Linked DNA regions of Sus scrofa: all the other regions are linked to region 1. A link is a contact called in public HiChIP or PLAC-seq and promoter capture Hi-C data. All regions are on one chromosome and are shown on one strand. The core of a region is the stretch at or near the end of the contact, and the rest is flanking DNA. Distances in the headings are between cores, read along the strand shown.

Region 1 (4,910 bases), core at 1,213-3,712:
CAAGTCCAGAATGAGAGAATCCATTCTTCAGGTTTGCGCTTTTCTCTCCAATTCCTCCATTCATTTCTTTTTCTTTCTTCATCTTCTTGGGCTTAGGAGCATCTATTTCTTCCACAGAAGGCTCTTCATTTTTTATTACTTTTTTGGTTTTAGGAGAAACAACTTCCTTTTCCAAAGCCTCCTTTGATTTTTTCGCACTTTTGGTTTTAGGAGAAATAATGTCATCTTGAGGTGGCTCCTCTTTCTTTTTAGCCTTTTTGGATTTAGGAGAATCCACGTCAACTTCAGAAGGCCCTGCTTTCTTTTTAACTTTTTTAGCTTTGGGGGAAATCACTTCTTCCATTTCTTCTGCCTTTTCAGTCTTACTAGATTTTGGCTTCTCCTTTCTACCTTTCTAAAAATTAATAAAGACAATACAAACAATGAACAAAGTATTGATACACTTGTGTAATACATCAATTCTGGATTATTTCAAGGTCACGTTATTATCAACGACACAATTTGGGGGCATTTTCCAACACGTGTGCTTTCACCTTGCAAAAAGGTAAAAATCAAACAGTATGTTTTTTATACCATTTTTTGGCCATATGGAAATAAGCCTATACCAATAGTTTCATAAGCCTAGAAGAGAATGCCTCTTGGTAACTATACAATTCATGTTGGTCAAATAAGTGGCAAAATCAAATATTCACAAGGGACCTGGAGTTGCTCATGGGATTCTCCAACATGTTCCAACAACATACAGTAGAGAAAGTGATCAAGAACAAGTTAATTTGATTCTGATACACAAATGAGACCATGTATAGCCACAGACGGATGTTAAAATTTCTTTCTCTGCTAGAATTCCTCTTCAGGCAAAACGGGGGTTCATAATATTTGCCTTGCCTACCTCACAAATGCCAATGAGTTTACATAGACACTTTACGAATCAAAAACGTATAAAGACCCACAACATATCACTCTGTGAATAAAAAAGATATATCTAATTTAAAGGAAAAACAAAGCACATGTTACAAGAAAACGGAATGAGTGAAATCTCAGAACCAAACCAGACAATGGCTCCTGCTTGAAATGTCTGACCCTCTCCAACTTCTCATATTTTTGAAAACTTTGTATTACTGAAAACAACTGGAAAGGTGTTTTAGCCTCTATTAAAACCTCTCTAGCAGAGCCCCAGGTCAACTCCAGAAGTGAGACTTTACACTGAGCTGAAACCTGCCTCCCTGCAATTTCAGGCCTAGCCTCTGTCCTTAATCTCTCCCACACGACCCATCCTTCAGACAGCTGAAAAATAATCTGGTCTCCTCCATCTCAAAGCTTTATTTCTTTCATCCCTTGCTTCCATCAAACGAGGCTGGATTTCCAATTCCGGTGGTCTCCTTTGGAAAGCAATAGAGTATGGTCATGTCCCTTCTAATTTCAGCATCCCATAATTTAACAAGTTGCAAGGCAGGTAAACCAGGACCACTTCCTCCCCACCTGTGAGCACAAGTCTGCGCTACCTCGGCTTCCTACAACACCAAAACATTGTTTTTGTAGAAATTCCCCATCAAAAAGACCCAGAAACAGCAAGGAGAGAAAATTTTAAGTCGTATACAAGTTCAGGGACAATCTTTGCTCTCAGTGACCTTATCTCAGAGCAGAGACTCAGTCACAGGTTAAATCGCTATCTAAGGAAGTAAGAGCGGGAGGCAGCTATCGAGGTAATTGCACACGGTGTGCAGTTAAGCATCAATACATGTCTTTACATTTCCAAGGAAAATATGGCTAAAAATATTAAGAGGGACTGAACTTATCTTCTAAGGGCCGCTTCCCGGAAAACAAGTAGTACCTCCCTACTATGGTAAAAAAATGTCACTGCGGACGCCGCCCACGTGTGCGGATGGCCTTATGGGCTGGCCAGCCCCGCTGAAAGCTTTAAAGCCCTACCTACAATTCCCTCCGCGCACACTCACGCCGGGAGATATCAGTCTGGGCCAAAACGTGGGGGCCTAACCGTGACCGTTCTACTTTGCTCACCCGGTGCGGAGCGCCCAGACTCAGAGACCACGTGGGACACCCGGCCGGCTCTCCAGCTGCGATCGCCCCCCCCACCGGACCTCCGGGCAGTGCGCCCACCGCCCGCGGAGAGCACCGACCACTCTCCCGCGCCCCTTGGCCGAAACCCACGCCGATCACCGGCCAAGTCGGGTCCGCGCCTCGCGCCGCCAGCCCAGGCCCCTCATCTCAGAGCCCCTTGTCCTGCCTTGCCCCAGGTCCCTCGGCCCTCGGTGGTACCTTCTCATTTTGCTTTCGCGGCATCTCCACTTTTGCCGTGGCGGTTTCTGACTCCAAATCCGCGTCACTACGAAGTTTCCCCGGCATCACTCTGCACCTGCTGGGTAGGCCGACCGATCTCGTCAACCGCGTGGAGAGGAAGAGAGAGCCCAACCTTTTTAGCCCACCCAGCTCCCGTCACTTCCTGTAGCAGAGTTCATCCTGCGGAAGCGGAAGTTCCCCAGGGAGGCGGCGGCACATGTGGTTCCAAAGCAGCTGCAGCTCACGCCGGCTGGTGTGAGTTGAGTGTTTACAGTGCCTGAACTAGAAGCCACCCTCAGAAGGGTAAACGGAAGGAACCGCAAAGGTTGGCTTTATTGTCGTTAAAACACTGGCGAGATTTTCGCTAGCCTCGGCCTGATATTGGAAGATTTTTAGCTGTTTTTGAGTGGCGCCTTTTCAGTGCTTTATTTTAGATTGCTAGCCTTGGCAAGCTCCTTTCACGAGCAGATGCGCAGGACGTATATTCTTGGTTATCCTGTGGAAACGTCACACTTGAAAGGAGACGCCCAGACTCACTGGCCTCGATAGTAACTGGAGTTCTGTCAGGTCTGGTCATTACTGCGTGCACTCACCGTACCTCCCCCTGAGCATTCACCATGTCAGGTATGAGAAACAAGGCTAGGATTCAGCACAGAAGCCTTGCCTTCAAGACGTTTTATAGGCTGGGTGGAAATAGACGAGTGTCAGTTGTTTTGAAGGCACAGACAGGCAACTGAACCGGCCTTGGGGCCTGAAGAAAGGATCCCCAAACCACGTGGACCTCTATTAGAAAATACAGGGGCTCTCAGTCTTGCATAATGTGGACACTATACGAATTCAAGCAGTTGAGGAAAAGTGGTATATTGAATAATCTGTGACAGTATCGCTAAACTTCCTGTGAAGAACTAGTGAGACAAAGAACTGGGAGCCAATTCATCATGAAATCATTTTAAAAAATCGGTTGAGGGAGTTCCTGTTGTGGCTCAGTGGTTAACGAATCTGACTAGGAACCATGAGGTCTCAGGTTCGATCCCTGGCCTTGCTCAGTGGGTTAAGGATCTGGCGTGGCCGTGAGCTGTGGTGCAGGTCGCAGACGCGGCTCGGATCCTGTGTTGCTGTGTCTCTGGTGTAGGCCGGTGGCTACAGCTCCGATTGGACCCCTAGCCTGGGAACCTCCATATGCCGCAGGAGCGGCCCTCAAAAGGGAAAAAAAAAAAAAAAAAAAATCGGTTGAGGAGTTCCCACAGTGGCACATTAAGTTAACTGTCCAGCATGTCTCTGTGGAGTTGCAGTTTAGATCCCCCAGCAGGCACAGTGGGTTAAGGATCTGGTGTTGTCACATGTGGCATAGACTGCAGATTACAGCTGAGTCTTGGATTCCATCCCTGGCCCAGGAACTTCCACATGCCAACAGGTGCAGCAAAAAATGGGGTGGGTTGGGGGTGTGTGTGTGTGTGCGCGCGCGCGTGCATGTGAAATCTTCCCTGGCCTTGTAAACCTTCATCATCTTGCTCTGATTTTTGGATATGTTTCTTAATCTGAACCCGAGTTTCTCATGCATAATGGAGCTGGCAAAATTAATATAATGGACACACACAGACACACAAAAGAGCTCCCATTATGGCTCAGTGGTTAATGAATCCGACTAGGAACCATAAGGTTTCGGGTTCGATCCTTGGCCTCGCCTAGTGGGTTAAGAATCTGGTGTTGTCATGGGCTGTGATGCAGGTCAAGGCAGCTGGGATCTGCATTGTTGTGGCTGTGGCACAGGCCAGGGGCTACAGCTCCGATTAGACCCCTAGCCTAGGAACCTCCATATGCCGTGGGTATGGCCCTAGAAAAGACAAAAATAAATAAATAATAATAATAATATATATATATATATATAAAACGAATCAAAAGAGTGCAGCAGTACCTGGCACATACAGCACAGTAAATAAGAGCTATTAAAACTCATAAGCGTGTCAAGATTTGTGGAAAGACAATTCAAAATTAATCATTTTATGACAAAGGAAAATGCTGGAAGTTTTATTTATGTATTTCATAAGATTAATTTTACTGCACTTTTAATCTGACAGTTTAAAGGAAATTTTTTTTCACAAATTATTGATGTTTCACAGTTGTCAATTTTTTACCAGATAAATTTATATAAATATACAATGATGCTTTAACTCACACTCTGTGACATCCTTGAGCCAGGAGTTTTGATTTATCCATCTTTGCATCCTTAAGATTTTGGACAGTGCCCATTACACATTAGCCTGTCACTAGTAGTGGGGCAAGAAAGGAACCCTTTGAAGAAAATTTTAGCTGTATGCCCAGGCAGGAAAGCAGTTAGGAATCTACAGTCTCGTTAATAAACCACAAAATTTCATGAGACTGCTGCGCATAGTACAGGGATATTTTTATTACCAACAGATGTTCAACAACAGAGTAAGCCCCGGACACTACTAAATGGAATATTGTTGTCAAGGCTTATAAAGTATATAAATTCCTTGTAACATATCTGCACATAGGCATAACGCCAAAATTCCAAAAAGAAACATGCAGAAGGCCCTTTCTGGCTCAAAGGTGGCAAAGTTACCGTATTTCAACTAGTCATCAGTATAAAA
Region 2 (4,910 bases), core at 1,753-4,252, 210 kb before region 1:
TTTTATTAACATTTTACATGTTCAAATACTACTGCATTATTCTGTAGTAATAAATATTTTACTGATCCAGCCATATACTCTTCATTTCTGGGAAGGCAGGCCAAAACTGAGGATGCAGTCTTTGATCATGAAACACAGGAAGGCTGGGTGGCCCGCATTTTTATCCCCCATAAGAGTACCAACTGCATTTTCATGCAGTCACAACACACACAACACTCACTGAAGAAATTAAGCCTGGATAAAGCATCCCACTAACAAAAATTTGTTTTGTAACAAAAATTTGTTTTTCAGAATGAGGGAATTTGGTTTTGCTTTCAATTAAAAAAAAAATCTGGAGTTCCCGTCGTGGCGCAGTGGTTAACGAATCCGACTAGGAACCATGAGGTTGCGGATTCGGTCCGTGCCCTTGCTCAGTGGGTTAACGATCCGGCGTTGCCGTGAGCTGTGGTGTAGGTTGCAGACGCGGCTCGGATCCCGCGTTGCTGTGGCTCTGGCGTAGGCCGGTGGCTACAGCTCTGATTCAACCCCTAGCCTGGGAACCTCCATATGCCACGGGAGCGGCCCAAGAAATAGCAACAACAACAACAACAAAAACAAAAGACAAAAAAAAAAAAAAAAAATCTCCATAATAAGAATTACCTTATTATCCACTCCCAAAAAGATGCTGCAATGGCCATTTTCTTTGTAACTTTTTTTTTTCTTTTTTCTTTTTAGGGCCACAACTGTGGCATATGGAAGTTTCCAGGCTAGGGGTTCAATCAGGATTGCAGCTGCCGGCCACAGCCACAGCCACGCAGGATCTGAGCTGCATCTGTGACCTACACCTCAGCTTGTGGCAATGCCAGATCCTTAATCCACTGAGTGAGGCCAGGAATTGAACCCGTATAGTCACAAACACTATGTTGGGTTCTTAACCCACTGAGCCAGAATGGGAATCCCTCTACTTTATATCAAATGTTTAATACACATGATACTAGTTTATATTTGTTATCTTTACACTTTTCTTTTTTTTTTTTTTTTTTTTTTGTCTTTTTGCTATTTCTTTGGGCCGCTCCCGCAGCATATGGAGGTTCCCAGGCTAGGGGTCTAATCGGAGCTGTAGCCCCCGGCCTACGCCAGAGCCACAGCAACGCAGGCTCCGAGCTTCGTCTGCAACCTACATCACAGCTCACGGCAACACCAGATCCTTAACCCACTGAGCAAGGGCAGGGACCAAACCCACAACCTCATGGTCCCTAGTCGGATTCGCTAACCACTGCACCACGACGGGAACTCCCCTTTACACTTTTCAAAGTGCTTTGCCAAACATGTTATCGTGATTTTCACAATCCAGAGACATCAGCAGAGAAAATACTACTCTCTTTCTACCATTTGGGAAATGGAGAAAAGAGAAGTAAAATGTAAATCAGGCCCCTCCCTTAAGTGCTGTATGACTGTCACAAATATGCATTGTCTTTCTACTTAAGTCAATCTACCTTCACATCGCTAAATGTGTTATAATCAACCAAAAAAAAAAAAATACATATACATGTAAAAAAAAAAATCTTTAAAACAGCACCTACCATATTGACCAGAACAGTGCTTGGCACATAGTAGCATGTAACAGACATTCAGTAAGTATTTGACAGGAATAAAAACTGCCTACTTCACTGGGTTATTAGGAAGATTAAATGTCACATGCTTAAAACAGTATTTATCTCTAGCAAACGCTCCCTATTAGTCACTGCTATTTTAAAAGAAGAAGAAAGAATCACAGAGGTATTCTAGGCCTAAAGGGTAGCATATACTAAAGGCCCTGAAGCACAAGCTCACATCTCACCAATGTCGCTGAAACAAGGAGAGTGCTGTGCAATGAAGCCTCTCCAAGAGGTACTCAGGCTAGACCAGGCAGGGCCTTCCAGGCATATTAGAGATTGAAGCCCCCTTTCAACTGGGGACAATGGAAAAACACTAAACAATTTTTTGCAGGGGAGCAAAAGGATTAGGTCTTGCCACTTGCTGATGCCAAATGATTCCTTTCTCTCTGGGGCCCACAATGATCAGAGTACCTACCACCTTTGGGAAGCACACCCTTGTCATGCTTTAGTTTGTAATACAGTTGGTCATCTGTATGTGCTTCCTTCCTTCCCATGAGAATATAAGGTTCTGGAGTGGAAGAGATCTGGATATGAATCTGGTTCCTCTTGACAGCCACTATACAGCCTAACACTGCGTCTAGTTTGTGTAGGTGCCCAGTCAGTGACAAATAATCCTGAGCAAAGTTCTCCTCTGGCTTTTCACTGCCTCACTCCCTTGTCCTTTCTCGGGGCAATAGTTTTGAACCACCGGGGAGGAGAGAGAGGATGCTAGAAAATTAGTGGTCCACCTAACGACTCAAAAAACGTGAACTGCCCCATCACAAGAGGATGGGACAATGTAACCATTCAGAGAACAGCGAGAAGAACAAGGCCAGTTTCTGGCGCAGCACACTAAAGAATCAATGAGACACAGTCCCAAGCCTTGAACGGCTCCCAAACCAACAAGGGAGATGGACATTGACAAGCACAGTGACAACGCTCAAGGGGACCGCAAGTCTCCAGGGGAAGGAAGGACAGCTTCCTCAGCCCTACAAACACCAGCCTGGCCGCCTTCTCCAGCCCGTGCACTCACTCTTGTCCAGAGGGCGAGTTAGTTCGGCCCCGACGTCGCCATCCGCGCTGGGACCCTGAGGTTTGACAGTCAGCGGCACGAACAAGGACGTGTTCGGGGCTTTGGAGCCTCCTGAGGCGGAGGAGGAGGAGGAGGCGCAGGCGACGGCAGAAACGCGCCCGAGAGCCCAGGAAAGGGCGCAGTGTGGGAGCGAAGGGCAGAGCAGACGGCTGCCCGATGGCCAGCCTGGCGCCCGGCGGGGAGCCGAGCCCACAGCAGGGCACACCGGGGTAAGGACATTGAGGCCGCAGACTGGAAAGGAGGCAGGCTGGAGTAGCCTGGGGACACGGCGGCGGACAGTGACGCACAACGCCAGTGCCTACAGCCCGCAAAGACCCAGAACAGCAAAGCTGCCCAGGAAAACGCCCGAGTGCTGAAAGGCGGTTCATAAAGGGAAAGGAAAGCTTAGAAGTGAAAAATCAGAAAAGATAACTTCTTGTAAGTTCGTGCTCTGTCTCTCTCTTTTTATTGGAAATTGGAGCCAGCTTTCTTTAAAGAAAAGAAAATAATCAGGCACCGGTTGGGGATGTCACAGTTGAGAGGCGGGGCCTGCGAGGTGCATCACGTGACGGACGCTGGCCCTATTCAGAAGCACGTGGGCAGTGCGGCAGGGCTCAGAGGGCGCACCACTTGGAGAGGCACCTATCGGTGTAGTCGGCCTTTCTCCATGGCTTTGGGACTCCAAGTTTTCAAGAGCATTTCTGGAAAGTTCTTTGGGTTATTAACTTTGGTTTCCTAATGGAATAATGTTAGAGAACAAAACGATCTGCCCATCAGGATTGTTGCTAAGGAATTTTGTTCTGCAAGTGCTTAGGTAAACCCCTTGTTATGACCTGTGTGTAAGTAATTATACTCTAATATGAGCAATTTGTGTACATCCTCCTAGCAGCTGATGTATCACAACCACATGGCAAAAATATGTCCCTTGTACCTGGACCAAAGTCTAGTTTCTTTGGCATTCGTTGGATACTGTGTCACATTAGGTCGCTACATGTTAAATTCAAAAGATGCTGTTGGATTTGGGTTTTCCATATCTCTATTATTATACTTAAAACAGTAAGGTCTTGCAAGTTAAAGGAACAATGCACGTGATGTGTGATAATGTGTCAAATAGGATTTCAGTAACAGTTTGCTATGTACCTTTGATTCACAGAATACTTTTTAAACATAAGGGATTCAAGTAGACCAGCACCTTGCCCTCAGAGTTTCTGATCTGGTCTTAGTCATAGGCACAGTACCTGTTAAGCATTGGAAATACTTATTATTCTTAGGCTAATGAGAGTTCAAAGAACTATTCGTGCTGGAACTATGGGCCAGTTGTGTCATCGTTTCTCACCTCCATACTTCTAAACTATTATTGGGTGCCTAGTACAACTGCTGTCATAGCACTGAAACTATCATAATTGTGTCTTTAGAGTAGTAGTTCTCAAACTTCAGCATGCATCAGAATCATCTAGAAAGCTGATTTTAAAACAAAACTGTTGGGAGTCCCCTGGTGGTCTAGTGATTTAGGACTCAGAGCTTTCACCACCACAGCCCAGGTTCAATCCCTGATTTGGGAACTGAGACCCCACATCAAGCCACTGAACACGACGCCCACCGCCCCAGATTGTTGTGGCCCTACTCGTGGAGTTTCTGACCCAGGAGATCTGGAGTGGGGCCCAAGACTTTGAATTTATGTTTTCAGGTGATGTTGACCCTGCTAGTCCAGGGACCACAATTTCAGAACCACTGCTATGGGTTATAGTTCCTTCATGGTAGGGCCAATAAAATACCACTAAAGAAATACTCAGGAAAACACTGAATGTATGTATAAATACAGAAATAAGTGGACAGGGAAGGGAAGTGAGAGAAATAAAGATAACCCTGGTCGAAGGGAATAAAGCAACTTCTCTCTTCTTTGCCTTTGCTATTAACAAAACCTGGTTTATAAGGTTTCGCAACAGCAAATTTCTGTAGCTTCCCCCCCGCCCCACATCTTGCCTACCAAATTCTACAATCGGACATTTCTAGTATTTTTCTTTTCTTTTTTAGGGTCACACATGGAAGTTCCAGGCTTAGGGGTGGAATCAGAGGTGCAGCTACTGGCCTACACCACAGCCACAGCAACACTGGATCCTTAACCCACTGATGGAGGCCAGGGATCGAACCAGCAACCTCATGGTTCCTAGTCAGATATGTTTCTGATGCACCACGATGGGAACTCCCTGAATTGTTTATTT
Region 3 (4,910 bases), core at 1,676-4,175, 170 kb before region 1:
ATACATATATTTAACACGTAGAGTTGAACTTGGGATTTGAAAGCCTATGTTAAAAGATCAAGTAATCAAAAATAATCAAAATTGCCACCAATTAAAATGGTTTAAAACAGACTTGAGTCGCTAAGACTTCACGATTAACACAACTATAATTAAACAATAAGTCTTATTTTGACACCATATGTAAAAGTTAAAAATTCCTAGACATTAAAAATATGTAAAAACTATGTGGTTATCCTCTATTATTTTTTTGTATGCATGAAGTATCTCCTAACTAAAAATTAAAAGTTGACTTATTTTTCAACACAATCTAAACATTAGGCAGAGATCAGAAGGTATTAAAAAAAAAAAAAAAGCCTAGTATAGCACATGCAGAACAAAAGGTTGAATGTAAACTGCAGCACTTTAACAAGGTTACGTTAATGACACCATGAGAGTTTAGTACTGGGTTAACATCCAGTTTTTATCATTAGGACACATCAAAAATGAATCAGCCCTACTAAAAGCCTCCAGAAACTTGTGGATGTCTTACAATTACCAAGAGAAAAAACTTTGTTTTCTTTCTAAAAGGAATTGAAAGATTCTCTACCCAAAGTCCTGTTTCTAAAGTTTTTATTTCAAGATGTGCATCTTCTGTCATTTCAAACAGAAAGTCACAAATTAAAATTGTTCTTAATTTATTCACAATCAAACTGTAATACTTCTCCTGATATAAAGAGAGAAAAAAACTACGAAACTGTCAGACTGGAAGGAAATAGAATAAAAGTGGCAAAGAAGGTTAGGAAGCATTAACATAGACTTTTGCTGAAACTATAGAAGGCAGTTTTGAGATCTTTTAGGAGAAAAACTACCAAGTTCTTCTGGAAAAGGTATCTTCAAGCGAGTATTCAGAATATAGGATTTTTCAGGAGCAATACTACACAATACTATGCAATATACACGTTAAAACTCTTAGGTGGCCTTTAACTAGAGGGCAATATATATGACTATTAAAATATTAGAGCAATTTTTAATAGTTTTCTAATTGTGTTCTAAACGTCCTATTACTGCTGTTGGGTTAATTTAAGATTTTTCATGTAATTCCTAAGCCCAATATTGAGCATTACCATCCAGCAAAACTACATGTGGGAATGTTAAAGCACAAAGTTTTTAGCCCTCACTGAAGAAATTTCACTACATCCAGTAGACATAAAGAAATGTAACTGAAGGTGAGACGCAAGAGAGGCTCTCAAAATTTATTCATTTAGCCCATACACAAGCAATGAAACAGCAAATTTTCATACATATATTACAGCTGTGCCAATTTCAGTGTTATAAAGCTTTACAAATTTGATCATTTGACGAGTAACTTGACAATAAAAATTGCTCTTGAACATAATTTAAAAGTTTATTAAAAGTAATAATTTTAAATGTAAACAAAAAATAGCCTTTTAAGTTTTCTTTGCAAATTATATTCAATTAAAGAAGCCTTCTCTAACTCCCTGACTAGGCACAGCCCTACCGTACTCCTTTTTAACACATGTTAAACAAATGATTACACAAATAAATGTTTATCTCCCTCTGGACTGCAAGCTACAAGAGAGCAAGGGCTGTTTCAATCTTGCTCAGCGGCCCCGGGAGAACCTCAGTAATTATTTGTTCAATGAAAGAAAAAACGGCTGCAAGTTTAAGAAAGAACATGCCTGTCCTCACTTTCTTTTTTTAATTAAAACAACTCGATTTCTGACTCAAAGTTATTTATTCAAAGTAACTTAAAAAATTAATAAATCAATAGAAACAACAACAACAACAAAAGACAAAAAAAATTAATAAATCTAGCTTGGTCTTTAAGTCAAAAGTCTCAAGCAGTTTACTGAACCGGATGAGCTTTGGGAAAGCAGGTACTATTAGGGAGAGCACACAGTAGGCGCGCAACATATACTCGCCAAGTGAAACGATTTAACGAACACTACCGTAAAACGAGCCAAATGAGATCCAATCTGGAGGCGATCGCCAACACACACAATTAAACGCCATCGTGCCCATGCTTGCGCTTCCCACTAACTGCAGTGAGAGTACTCTGATTTCCCTCCCTCCTTTGCTCCCCAGGCCATTTCAACATCCCAAAGCGGTAAGTTTCCAGAAATGGCTTGAAGGAAAGGAGAGCCAAAGCTCAAAGCAGCGAGCACGAAACTAGAGTCTTTGGGATTAAAAGCGTCCTTCCCTTCAATATCCTTTTCTTTTTCTCTCCCGTTCTACAAGTGTCAACATCGAGGCTGAAGTGGGGTCAGGAAATCGCCTCATATCACCATACGCAAGTTAAAAAAAAAAAAAATCACGGAGTTTATCAAGCTCATGACACATTGGACCAGAGCGACCAAGTCCCCCCCGACTGTGGAACCGAGGGGCTCTTGGATCACTCCATCTGAAAGGAAGCGGGGCTGCCCAGGAGAAGCAGAGGGACTGGCTACCTTGGAAGGGGAGGCGGCAGAGGGCCCCCGCAGAGGCGGGGTGCGAGTACCCAGCCAAGGCCCCCACAGCCGGTCAAGGAACGCGGGCACAGGCTCCGACATGGCCAAGAGAACGCGGCGCCACCCGCAGGTGCTCGGGCCTCGCCGAGACCGGGAAGAAGCGGCGCAGCCCGCTCTTCCCCGACCTGCGGCGGCCAGACAGGCCTAACCCGGTTCCCCGCCCTGCCCGCCTGCCCCTTCCTGCTCCCCGCAGCCCTCCCGCGATACTGGGCCAGCCGTTGGCCGGCCCGCCGCGCGCTCTGGGGCGAGGGCTGGAGGCGAGCGCGCTATACGCCGCGCACTCACCATTGTCAGCGCCGCTGCCGCCGCGTCCCCCCACTTCACTCTTCTTTTCTCAGGAGAACTCCCAGCCCGGGTTCCCTCCGCCCCGGCGCCCCGTCACGTGATCTCGGGCCGCGGCTGCACGTGACCCCCCCTCTCTGCCTCCCCTCCCCCAGCACAGGCCGCCTCCCGCCTCTCGCCCCGCCCTACTGGCCGGCCTGGCCCTCCGAGGCGGGGCGGTTTGGAGGCGCGGCCTCGTGCTCCACCCCACGGCGGAGGGGCGGAGTCATTGAGACAGCGTCAAGTGGGAGGGTCCAGGGCGGACATCGGCTTCCCTGGGGCTCAGCGCTTTGTTGTTCCTCCAGGGTTTGCTTCCCATACTACCGTCTTCTCTGAGGAAGTTTGAGCAGCTGGGAAAGAAGGAAGGATCAAGAAAAGGTTGGTGCGGGAGACACTCTCTGCGGGTGGGTTACTGGGCCGCGGAGTTGAATGGGAGTTGTTTCCCCGAGGTTCTGCTAGGTTAGGCTTCGAAAAGAGATGTGCTCTTTCAATCCGGGGATGAGGCATTCTTCCACTTTCTCGAACTCTACCTAGCTTCCTTCCTTTCCCTCAAAGAGCTTCTGGGTTTTGAGAACTAGGCTTTATCACCTCTGAAGAGACAAAAAAAATAGAAGTTACTACATCCATTGTTTCACGGATAACTCATGAACTATCCACGCCGAGGTGTGGAGGGCTCACAGATCATTTGTACCACCCTGCCTTTCCGTGAGGAAAGCTGTTCTAAAAAGTCCAGTGTGGAGTTACCTGATGGCTCAGTGGGTTAAGCAACAGGCGTGGTCGCTGCTATGGCACGGGTTCGATCCCTGGCCCGGGAATTTTTGCATCACTCGCTATCAAAAAAAAAAAAAAAAAGTCGGATGTTACTGCTCAGAAATACTCAGGCTTTAACCGCATCTAGATCACTGTTGTGTAAGCCTAGACCTGCCCCTGAGTGGAATTCTGTAGCATTTCAGATTTAGTGTTGAAGTACCATAGTGCACTCTATACAGAACCAAAGCAGGAAAAAAAAAAAAATGACAGTCCGAAGGCAGATTATCTCATCATAACAAAACACTGTCAAGTTTATGAGGCAGGGCCATAAAGTAAGTCTCAAATTTAAGAGGTTTGGAATATGTCTTGGTGTATATCGGTAACCACAACAGAATTAAACTAGAAGTGACAAAAAGATAGCCAGAAAATCCACAAATACTTGGAAGCTAAGCTACAGAGTTCTGTAGTTCTATGTCAAAGAAGACATCTCAATAGGAATTTTAAAATAGTTTAAAAGATATTGAAAAGACAACAGAATTTATGGGATACATTGAAATATTGTTTAGAGGGCAATCTGTAGCTCTAAATGCATGCATTTGAAAAGAGGAAAGTTTTATTTATTTATTTATTTTGTCTTTTTGCCTTTTCTAAGGCTGCTCCCGAGGCATATGGAGATTCCCAGGCTAGGGGTCACATCGGAGCTGTAGCCACCGGCCTACGCCAGAGCCACAGCAAAACAGAATCCGAGTCACACCTGCGACCTACACCATAGCTCATGGCAATGCCAGATCCTTAACCCACTGAGCGAGGCCAGGGATCAAACTCACAACCTCATGGTTCCTAGATGGATTCTTTAAACACTGAGCCATGACGGCTACTCCAAGAGGAAAGCTTTAATATGTGTAATCTTTGTTCACTTCAGGAAAGTAAAAGGGTATTTAGCATGTGGAGGGAAACAGAGGATACATGGGAACTTTGTACTTGCTGCTCAGTTTTGCTGGGATAAAACTGCTCTAAAAAAATCTATTAAAAAAATTTAAAAGTCCTCTCATATATGGTAAAATGATCTTTGACAAAGGTGCAATGATGACTCAGTGGGGAAAGGACAGTATCTTCAAGAAATGGTCTGGGGAAAACTGGGTATCCACATGCAGAAGAATGAAGTTGTATCTTATATACAAAAACTAATTCAAAACAGATTAAAGACCTAAATGTATGACCTAAGACTGTAAAACTCCTAGAAGAAAACACAGAAGAAAAACTTCATGGCATTGGACTTGACAATGATTTCTTGGCTGTTACACCAAAAGCACAGGCAACAAAAGCAAAGAT
Region 4 (4,910 bases), core at 676-3,175, 140 kb before region 1:
AGACATTAGGGAATTATTTCATTAAGCTGAAGGTTTTCTCTAAAAGATCCAAGTAAAGTTTATTCCTTACAATCAACAATTTTTGATATTTTAAAAATAGATTAAAAGTTTCAGCAACATACCTTGCTGGTTTTTTTCTTCGGTGATTACACAACAAGAAGAAAGTGATTTTATACATTTCCAATACATAATGAATGTATCTGAGATCATCTGTACAATTTTATTTCCACCAGAAGTAAAAACAAGAAAACTAAGTCACTTCGAAGAAAAAAATCCAGCTCATGTGTGTAATTATGACTCAATATTTCCTTTACGAGTTGGAGGAACTTAATGTTTTTCTACTATGAGTTCTCCCATCTCTTTATCAGGCTGTGATTTTCTGCCTTATTCAGACGTGAACCTTTATTTACCAAAGGAGAAGAAATTGTATTTTTCTTACAAATTTATCATTTTCATTTTCTTAGTCATTAAAGGTTTTAAGTTGTTTCATTCTTACTAAACAACCCTGAATGATAAAGAAACCTATCAAGAAATTTCCAAATGTGATGTTTCTCTGAGCAACAGCACAATTATTAAAATTCTTTGGCCTCTCTTTAAAATCTGAGAGGGTTTGCATTAACAATGTCTAACCATAATTGAATTGTCACTAAGAACAAAGTTTAAAAAAAGAAGAAAAAATACAAAAATTTACTCTGATTTCAAAAATAGCATCTCCCAGTGTCAGGGTGATTACAAAAATTTTGTATTATGTTAAAATTTGGGATTTATGTGGACACCTAGGGGTAGGTAATTTTCTATATTCCTTTTTTTAAAAAAAATTTCTGACTAGTTTTGCATATTCTTTCAGATAACATTATTTTATTTATTTATTTATTTTGGTCTTTTTGTCTCTTTAGGACCACACCTGCGGCATATGGATGTTCATAGGCTAGGGGTCCAATCGGAGCTGTAGCCATCAGCCTACACCAGAGTCACAGCAACATCAGATCCAAGCTGTGTCTGGGACCTACACCACAGCTCACGGCAATGCCAGATCCTTATCCCACTGAGCAAGGCTAGGGATTGAACCCACGTCCTCATGGATGCTAGTTGGGTTCGTTAATCGCTGAGCCACAATGGAACTCCAATTTTCTATATTCCTTTCTTGAGCTTTATTTATTTATTTATTTTTGGCCATGGCATGTAGCGGCTTGATATAGGATCTCAGTTCCCAGACCAGGGGTTGAACCCGGGCCGAAGTGGTGAAAGCGCCAAATCCTGACCATTCGATGACCAGGGAACTCCCTCTTGATCTTTTAAAAAAAGTTTTTTAAAATTTATAAACCATACATTTCATCCAAAATAAAACTGTACATTTCAATCATTATAAGAACTTATAAGGCTGCACCTGCCTCAGTTTAAATTTTTTTTTTTTTTTTTTGGTAGCAAACTTAACAAAACTCAGTCAGCGACCCTAAATCATTTTTTCTTTCTTTCTTTTTCTTTCTTTCTTTTTTGAGGGAGGCACCACTTTTCCAAATAGAATACATTCTGTACCTTAAAATTAATATAATCATTTGTGTGGACCCTGGGCCTTATAAGGAAAATTACAAAGGGACAAGATACCTGGGTCTTACCTTGAACTGAAGAATCCAAAATCAGGATGATGGCTAGAGCCAGGACAAGCCCACTGCACCGGAAGAGCACCTGCATTGTGACAGGCTCACTTTGGCTCCACCGCCTGCACACCAACCTTACAAAAGGGAAATGTAGCCGGGTGCTCTCTGTCCCTTTTAGAAAAGGTTCCAAAACCTCAAACCCTGCCCAGAACACACGTCACAGTTTCCTGAACAAATAGAGATCCACATCAAACCCCAGAAAGATTTAGACCAAAAAAAAAAAAAAAAAAGGGCAGCAAAATAACTATTCATACCCATTATGAAACTGCCCTGGACTCTCCCCAGGTCTTCTTTTTCAAAAGTTTTGTTGTTTGCCACTGGCCGGTTACAATTTTTTTTCCCCCTGCTAAACAGAATCATCATAAAGGACAGTTTGTTTTTTCTTTCTTCAGGTAACCATCTAAACAAGAGATTGCTGACATTAAGGGGCCTCTGCCCAATTGATGAAGTAAGGAGGCTAGATGCTGCTTTTTCACCACTGAGGCCATTCTGCATAATATGTTCTTGATTTTCTTTTTTGTTGGCAATAGCAGAAGTCACTGAGCCATGCTCAAAAAGTGAAACTTCAAAGCTGGGTTCTAATCTACAAGAAAGTGTTGTTGGATCTCAGATAACCAGTTTCTTCTTAGAGGACTCAGCTTCTCCCATTAGATCATCAGCTCTCCCTCTAATTCAAAATCTAGTGAAGATTTTCAGTTGCAAAGAACTGGATAAAACAGAAAAATGATTGTGCAGTCCTCTGCTCCTTCACACCAAGTATTTCTTATGATTTGATTCCATTTATACTTTGTTTTTTTTTTTCCTCCTGGTAAAACTTTTCAACTTGACTTTGGCATCCTCTGGCCTTTAATAAGCTAGAAGTCAGAAACAGGGGGAGGTTTTCCTGTCAGTGGGCTGCAGACTTCAGAAAACATACAAACCACTGCCCTCTGTAAATAAAGGAATAGCGTTTCCCCATCTCCTGGGGATCGTGTGCTGAAGACCGAGGGTCACAAAGCACAGGCTCCATATTTAAGCCACATAATAAACACAACAGATTATCACACTCCCTTGCCCTTGGGGCACACACTTTTTCCTTACTTCCACCCTCTCCATTGCAGCACATCTAACCCTACAATGTCCACTTTCCATTTTCATCCTCACTCTTGCCTGTCCTTTGACAAGAGGGAGGAGTTTCCTTTCTCTTGTTCTCTGCTTCCTGCTGGTTCCTTTACCATTTCCTGCTAAGAACGCGCCTCAGAAATTAATTGCTGAGTCGCCGTGGTGCAAGTCCACAAAGGTTTCCAAGAATGCACATTTTGACCTTCCTCAAAACCAGTTGGAAGTGTGTCCAGGGACTCTTCTGAGTGCAGTAAACAATCCGCAAACTCACAAATCCCGTGGGTTCCCCACTATGGAATACTGGTTTCAGCTGGAAATAACTCCCTCAACTTTGGTCGCTTTTAATGCTATCCTTTATTTATTTATTTATTTATTTTCTTTTTAAGGCTGAACCTGCGGCATATTAAAGTTCCCAGGCTAGGAGCTGAATCAGAGCTGCAGCCTCTGGCCTACACCACAGTCACAGCAACCCATGCTGCAGCTTGCAGCAGTGGTGCATCCTTAACCCACTCAGCAAGGCCAGGGATGGAACCTGCATCCTCATGGATACTAGTCAAGTTCTTAACCCACTGAGCTACAATAGGAACTCCTATCCTCCACTTTAAAACCATGGCATCAAAATAATATCCTTGTCAATAGCTTCAATAAATTCCCTGCAAAACCTCAGAGCTGATTACAGCTTGTGCTTTAAAATGGTAATTTTGGAGGCTTTTTCCATTTCAGTTCTTCAATTTTTAATTCTTTGGGTCATGGTGGGTTTTTTTAAAATTTTTGCAGCAGTCATAAGCATTTGCTCTGTTTCCCCTACGCTGACAACCAAGTTTTTTTTTTTCCAAATAGTCATCCTCCAACTTCATTTCCCTAGTCCTCTTCAAGCCGTAGAGGAGCAGGACACATGCCTGAGGCAGTCCCAAGTCCTGGGTCTGAGCTCACTTACCTGCTGAGAGATGCTGGGCCACCTACCCTGTGCTCTCCCATCGTTCTAGTTCTAAGGCTGGTGTAGGAAGCCAGTGAAAGGATGCCCATCAAAGCTCATGGCCGTGAGGGTTGAGTTGGCAGGGCAAACTCAAAAAGCAAAAGCTTCCTGCCCAAAGCTTCTTCCATTAACCAAAGGGGACCCCTATCTTTCTCTAAGCCTCCACCTCTACAAAAAGTTTTCCATGCTTTATTTTGTCTTTCTGCCTTTTCTAGGACTGCTTCCTCGGCATATGGAGGTTCTCAGGCTAGGGGTTGAATCGGAGCTGTAGCCACCGGCCTACGCCAGAGCCACAGCAACACTGGATCCGAGCCGTATCTGCAACCTACACCACAGCTCAGGACAACGCCGGGTCCTTAACCCACTGAGCAAGGCCAGGGATTGAACCCGCAACCTCATGGTTCCTAGTCGGATTCGTTAACCACTGCGCCACGACGGGAACTCCTAGTTTTTGATGCTTTTAAAAGAAAAATGCTAGGAGTTCTCGCCATGGTACAGTGGCTTAAGAACCTAACTGCAGCGGCTCTGGTTGCTGCAGGAATATGAGTTCAACCTCCAGCCCAGCACAGTGGGTTAAAGGATCCAGCATCGCTGCAGCCGTGACAAAGGTCTCAGCTGTGTCTGAATTCAGTCCCTGGTCCAGGAACTTCCATAGGCTGCAGGTGCAGCCATAAAATTTTTTTTAAAACAGATAAATTCTAGGCCAGATTTAATCCTTCATTTACCAGTCAAACTTAAATGCACCTATTTTACTTCACACTCATTTGATTTGCCTGTAAAACGGGTGTCCTTAATCCTTAGCAGTCATCTTGGAACAGAACGGGCATCAATTCCTTGCTGTCTAAAAGTGTAAGCATTGCTTTTCACTAGCTATTTTTGGCCACCACACCCACAGCATGTGGAAGTTCCAGGGCCAGAGAGCGAATCCGCACTGCAGCAGTGATTGCCAGATCCTTAACCTGCTGAGCCACCAGGGAACTCTCCAGGGTGGTCTTTTTTTTAATTTTTTTATTACTCGAATTAATCATATCTGTAGTTGTATAATGATCATAACAATCTGATTTCACAGGATTTCTATTCCACAGCCCAGGCACATCCCCCCACCCCCCAAACTGTCTCCTCTGGAGACCATAAGTTTTTCAATGTCTGTGAGTCAGCATCTGTTCTGCAAAGAA

What was found. Promoter capture Hi-C pulls out the DNA fragments that hold promoters and counts their contacts. HiChIP or PLAC-seq counts read pairs in DNA pulled down with a chosen protein or histone mark.
Region 2: an H3K27ac HiChIP or PLAC-seq map of alveolar macrophages shows a contact between it and region 1. The contact joins the promoter of SUPV3L1 here to the promoter of DDX21 in region 1. A contact is called at or near these places in 1 of 5 promoter capture datasets (liver) and 1 of 2 datasets of contacts at active chromatin or transcription factors (alveolar macrophages).
Region 3: a contact with region 1 is called in an H3K27ac HiChIP or PLAC-seq map of alveolar macrophages. The contact joins the promoter of VPS26A here to the promoter of DDX21 in region 1. A contact is called at or near these places in 1 of 5 promoter capture datasets (liver) and 1 of 2 datasets of contacts at active chromatin or transcription factors (alveolar macrophages).
Region 4: a promoter capture Hi-C map of liver shows a contact between it and region 1, with 3 times the contacts expected there. The contact joins the promoter of SRGN here to the promoter of DDX21 in region 1. A contact is called at or near these places in 1 of 5 promoter capture datasets (liver), 1 of 47 Hi-C or Micro-C datasets (skeletal muscle) and 1 of 2 datasets of contacts at active chromatin or transcription factors (alveolar macrophages).

The regions. Positions count from the first base shown.
Region 1 is chr14:72,037,537-72,042,446 of Sscrofa11.1, reverse strand. It overlaps DDX21 (nucleolar RNA helicase 2), which reads right to left and starts at 2,462. Exons shown (of 15, transcript XM_005657387.3): 1 at 2,278-2,462; 2 at 1-394. The coding sequence starts at 2,364. It overlaps LOC106508089 (a long non-coding RNA gene), which reads left to right and starts at 2,494. Exons shown (of 3, transcript XR_001304647.2): 1 at 2,494-2,922.
Region 2 is chr14:72,243,618-72,248,527 of Sscrofa11.1, reverse strand. SUPV3L1 (ATP-dependent RNA helicase SUPV3L1, mitochondrial) reads right to left here and starts at 3,002. Exons shown (of 16, transcript XM_001928898.6): 1 at 2,806-3,002; 2 at 2,650-2,803. The coding sequence starts at 2,928.
Region 3 is chr14:72,208,501-72,213,410 of Sscrofa11.1, reverse strand. VPS26A (vacuolar protein sorting-associated protein 26A) reads right to left here and starts at 2,925. Exons shown (of 9, transcript XM_001925999.7): 1 at 2,793-2,925. The coding sequence starts at 2,795.
Region 4 is chr14:72,180,383-72,185,292 of Sscrofa11.1, reverse strand. It overlaps SRGN (serglycin), which reads right to left and starts at 1,925. Exons shown (of 3, transcript XM_013990411.2): 1 at 1,617-1,925. The coding sequence starts at 1,692.